Linked DNA regions of Oryctolagus cuniculus: region 2 is linked to region 1. The links are chromatin contacts, called in public Micro-C maps. All regions are on one chromosome and are shown on one strand. The core of a region is the stretch at or near the end of the contact, and the rest is flanking DNA. Distances in the headings are between cores, read along the strand shown.

Evidence for each region. Hi-C and Micro-C count contacts between places; a contact is called where the count stands out from the background.
Region 2: a Micro-C map of ear pinna shows a contact between it and region 1, with 2.9 times the contacts expected there. The contact joins the enhancer-like site here to the promoter of ADRB2 in region 1. A contact is called at or near these places in 3 of 6 Hi-C or Micro-C datasets (ear pinna, psoas muscle and an unstated tissue).

The regions. Positions count from the first base shown.
Region 1 is chr6:36,223,989-36,226,688 of mOryCun1.1, forward strand. It overlaps ADRB2 (adrenoceptor beta 2), which reads left to right and starts at 1,285. Exons shown (of 5, transcript XR_011389806.1): 1 at 1,285-2,700.
Region 2 is chr6:36,357,760-36,360,459 of mOryCun1.1, forward strand. The region is part of intron 1 of LOC138850181 (a long non-coding RNA gene); the gene reads left to right. Among named protein-coding and RNA genes, the nearest start is that of SH3TC2, 110 kb to the right of the region's middle. Within about 2 kb of position 1,387, at least 2 of the 8 cell types and tissues checked have an H3K27ac peak or open chromatin away from gene starts, as enhancers often do. A contact at or near this core is called in ear pinna, where this site is marked.

The DNA of each region.
Region 1 (2,700 bases), core at 35-2,534:
ATGAACAAAGACATTTAGTTTCAAGGCTTGGTTTGACTTTTTTTTTGGAAAAATCATCTTTCCACAGTTTCAAAACATTCTTAAAGTTAGTACAGTCATAATGTTACAAACTGTATGAAATGTCCATTCTTGTAAATCAGAGGCAACCAACCAAGGCAACTTCATATGGTTCAATCCAACAGATACAAATTATCTAGCCTCTGAAAAGATTGCTTTTTCTGCAGTTGCCATGGGGTTATCAAAGACATTACGTTTGAAAGGAAATCTGTTTCATTTTCAGTGCATCTCCATTCCAACAGATGACAGAAGGGGGGCTGCTACACTCTCAACAATCAGCAACAAAACCACGCAACTTTCTTCGCCATCACAAGCTAGGTCCATACACAGCCAAGCTGCAGTGAAACGCAGAGTAAAACCTTCCCAACTCTCCGCCTTCCCGAGGAGAGCATTCAAAGTAACTGACAGGGACCGTGCTGAGGGAATCGGCAGCTGTTTAAGTCATCTCCTGTGATCTTGCCAAATGTTTGAAAGGGTGACGGGGTGGGGAGAGGTGGAGCACGGGGGTGTGTGGCAATTGAGGGCTTGAGCCAGAAGAGCTGTGGGTACCCGCACAGGGTCGCGTGCCTCTGTGGCTCTGTGCGCTCCCAAGTCCCAGCGCGCACGCACCTCTATGTGCGTAGAGTGTGTTTACTTCTTTCCGTGTGCCTGTCCGTGCCTTTGTGCCCTTGGCTGCTTCTATGTCTGACTCTGACCGCGTGTGAGCCGTGACTGCCGGCAACAGTGCTTGTGGGTTGCGTGTGAGCGCGCGCGAGGCTTGTTGGTGCGCTGGGTGGGTGTGTGAGCGCGCGCGAGAGGCATGTTGGTGCGCTGGGTGGGTGTGTCGTGTCTCCCTGAGTTCCAGATAAGTCTGAGCATGTCCGTAGGGGTGCATCGTGCTTGTATGTACAAGTTCTGATGGCACTCTGGTCCCTGTTTCCAAATGTCGCGAGCGCCATTATGCGCACAAGCGCCCAGGGCAGACAGGTAGCAGCCGGAGGGAGAGGAGCTCAGTTCGCTGGTTCGCTGCTGAGCCCGCAGCCCCCGCTTTAGCACTCAGGAGCCAGCCCGGGAGTGGTGGCCCGCCTGCCACCCGGGCCAGCCCCAGGAGAGGGCGGGCAAGGGGAGGGAAGCGAAGGGGAGAGGTGCCTCGCCCCTTCGGGGCTGCGGGCACGCCATTGGCCGAAAGTTGCCTCACGTCACTGGGAGGCAGTGGCCCCGAAGTCCTGAGCACATAACGGGCAGAACGCACTCTGAGGCGGCTTCTCTGAAGTGCAGGCTGGAGCTGGCGGGCACGGAGGGCTCAGAGCAACCCACAAGCCGAGTGCGCCGGACGTGACCCACGCGACCCTCCGCATCCAACTACGGCCGCTGAATGAAGCTTCCAGGAGTCCGCTCGCGGTCCGCAGCGCCCCTCCGGAGGTGCGCACGCTGAGGCGGGGCCACTGTGCCGCCAGCCGCCCCCGGGCGCTCACCTGCCCGCCTGCGAGCCATGGGGCAACCCGGGAACGGCAGCGATTTCTTGCTAGCGCCCAATGGAAGTCACGCGCCGGACCACGACATCTCGCAGGAAACAGACGAGGCGTGGGTGGTGGGTCTGGCCATCGTCATGTCTCTGATTGTTCTGGCCATCGTGTTTGGCAACGTTCTGGTTATCACAGCCATTGCCAAGTTTGAACGTCTACAGACGGTCACAAATTACTTCATCACCTCACTGGCGTGTGCTGACCTGGTTATGGGTTTAGCGGTGGTACCCTTTGGGGCGAGCCACATTCTCATGAAAATGTGGACTTTTGGTAACTTCTGGTGCGAGTTTTGGACTTCCATTGATGTGCTGTGCGTCACTGCCAGCATTGAGACCCTGTGCGTGATCGCAGTGGATCGCTATTTCGCCATCACCTCACCCTTCAAGTACCAAAGCCTGCTGACCAAGAATAAGGCGCGCGTGGTCATTCTGATGGTGTGGATCGTGTCGGGCCTTACCTCCTTTCTGCCCATCCAGATGCACTGGTACAGGGCCACCCATCAGGAAGCCATCAACTGCTACGCCAAGGAGACCTGCTGTGACTTCTTCACGAACCAAGCCTATGCCATTGCCTCCTCCATCGTGTCGTTCTACTTGCCCCTGGTGGTCATGGTCTTCGTCTACTCCAGGGTCTTCCAGGTGGCCAAAAAGCAGCTCCAGAAGATTGACAAATCAGAGGGCCGGTTCCATGCCCAAAACCTCAGCCAGGTGGAGCAGGATGGGCGAAGCGGGCATGGACATGGACTTCGCAGGTCCTCCAAGTTCTGCTTGAAGGAACACAAAGCCCTCAAGACGTTAGGCATCATCATGGGCACATTCACCCTCTGCTGGCTGCCCTTCTTCATCGTCAACATCGTGCACGTGATCCAGGACAACCTCATCCCGAAGGAAGTTTACATCCTCCTCAACTGGGTGGGCTATGTCAACTCTGCTTTCAACCCGCTCATCTACTGCCGGAGCCCAGACTTCAGGATTGCCTTCCAGGAGCTTCTGTGCTTGCGCAGGTCTTCTTTGAAGGCCTACGGGAATGGCTACTCCAGCAACAGCACTGGCAAAACTGAGTACACAGGGGAGCAGAGTAGCTATCACCTGGAGCAAGAGAAAGAAAGCGAGCTGCTGTGTGAGGACCCCCCGGGCAT
Region 2 (2,700 bases), core at 137-2,636, 130 kb after region 1:
GGCAGCCCAGCTGCCTGACAGGATAGTCCTGAGAAAGAAGTGTGAGAAAAGGGGCAGGGATGCTGTGAAAGATTTAGCCATTTCTGCTAGCCAGGGACAGATTGTTCCCATTAGTAATAATACTAATAGCAGTGCCGGAGCCTATGAGCTGTAGGTAGTGTCTCCAGAAGTGTAGGATGCCAGCAGTTCTAGGCCGTCCTGCTTGTTCCCCCTTGGATATGGCGTGCAAGGGAAAAATAAAAGGAAGCCAACTGCCTCATGGCCCTGACTATGGAAACTGACATTGTATGACCTCATAGTAACCCAGGGCTGGAGAACAGCCGGGCCCCAACTTCCCCTCTCATCTGGGTAGGTTATAAATAAAGCCTGGAGGGAGAGAAAATGAGGCTGGTTTAAGAACACGAGAGTTTCTCTAAGAGTAGAAAACTTTTGTTGAGAAAGCACTCGCGTGGGCCATTTGGTAGTGAAAAGTCAGCCCTGGCCATGGTCTGGATAAAGAATCAGCAAATTCTTTCTATAAAGGACCAGAGAGTAAACATTTTAGGATTTTCAGGCAATATGTTCTCTACCACAACTACTCTGCCCTGTGCAGTGCATGTAAAAGCAGCCAGTCTGTCAACAGATACGTGTGACTGTGTTTCAATAAAACTTTATTTATACAGGCAGGTGACCTACTGCATTGGACCCACAGGTGGTAGATTGCCAGCTCCTGTTCTACATGGCAAGTTACATAGGACAACCACCTGAGTCCATGCAGATGATATAAAGCAGTAAAGCTGACTGAGTTGGGGCTGCAGCATGTGGAGAACGGATGACTTATGGCAAGCATACAGCTACGGAAACCAATTTCTCAAGAAAGCCAGAAATTCAGATATCTATGGCACCTTCTAATTTTTAAATGTAGGCAGCCAATTCAAAGTTTTAAGCTTGCTGCCAACCAAACTTAATAAAACTTCTATGGGTCAGCACAGCCTAGGGGCAGCCAGGGTGTGACCTCTGGCCTAGATCAACCTTCCTGTGCAACATGCTATGACAACCAAGTGCACATGACGCATCTGAGTGACACGATCCAGGAAACTTAGCACACAGCCAGTCTGACCTATTGCTAATGGAATGCATAGTTGCCACGTCCTGCCTGGAGGCTGGGCACACGTGGGAGGCCTTTGACATAAACAACTGTGCTAGCCTCATGTACATGGCCACACCACTTCCGGGCCAACGGTGCGTTACAGTGGTTCTCTACCTGCCTCGCCGGGGCTCTGTTTTCTGTAAGCAGCTGTGCTCTGGATGTCAGGTGCTGAATAACATTCCTCGTGCAGACCTCTCCGACATACCTCGGAGGGCAATGAGGTCCTGTGCAGAAAGTTACTTTGCCAACAATCAAACCATGTAGATATTAACTTGACCAGTCCCTGGTTTCCCCAGACCCCAACACTAACTCAAAGTGTCCATCAGTGATGATACTCTTTAAAGAGAAGCCAGAAACTCCAGCAGCTCACCAAGCAGGACAGGCACAAAGCAGAAAGCCTCCCAGCCAGCTTTCCCCCTCGTACTTAAGCTGTGTCCAGTTCAGCTCTGAGGAATCCTGGCACCACAACGGCAGACAACTCAGCCTGGTATGTCCTGTCCTTTGCTGTCTCGAAGCTGGTGTCCTCACCTGTTCCTTGACTTCTCTGCCCCTCCCACCAGTTCCCGTAACGTGACAGCATCCTGAGCATCTGCCTGGGGCTGCCGTCTCTCTGGGCTCTGCTCTCCGTCTCCCTGTCTTCTGTCCTGTTGTTTGCTGCATCCCCACTTAGAGGATACACAACCACGCCCTTTCTGATCTCAGGGTGTGCCCTACCTTCAGTCCCTCAGCTCTGCTGGGACCTCCAGCATCTCGCTCCAGCCCACACCACACATGGCCTCCCTCTTGTGGGCCAGTTTGTTGTCTGTTCCTCTTGCCAAGGACTCGAAGCCACTTTAGTCACTTGCTGGTGTAGAACTTCTACCTGGGGGCCGCCTGCTGTGCCACAAAGAGTACCCGAAGGTCACAAAAACCACCCTGTGGATCCCTTCAGCCACACTTGGGAGAGGAAGAAAGGGTATGTGGGGGGTGGGGTGTGTGTGTGAGAACCAGCGAGAGAGCAACTTGAGCCCTCTGCCACAGATGTTCATTATCCTCTTGTCCACAGCATCCAGTTCATTTAAGATTAGGTGCTGGGCCCACCCTTTCCCAATGGTCCCTCAAGTCCTGTGATTCTTCAGCTCTGTCTCAGGAACCCAGGTGGGAGGTTTAAGTGGGTGGGGGTGCAGCAGATCAAGGGTGACTCAAGCAAGCAGCCCCATCGTATCTGTTTTGGGCATCACAGTCCTGCATAAAACTATGTTTCGAAAAAAAAAAATGATTCCGTTGCCTAAAAGATAAACTTTTGAAAACTGCAATGCCAACCTCTGGGACTAGGTACAGACAGAAGATGGGTGCACACACTGAAAAAACCTATGGGAAGGCTGAAAAGAGAAGCAATTTCCTTGGTGAAGGGCAATTTGGGAGACACTGGGCTAAATTTTTGTTCATAATAAACAGCTTTATTGAGTCTAATGTTGGAAAGGTCCACATAACTTGAATGATGGCCTTTGCCATCAAGGAAGTAAGCGCTACTTTTCAGCCGCATAAATATGACTGTGTGCTTCTTCTCACCTCGTGGAGATATGGGGGCA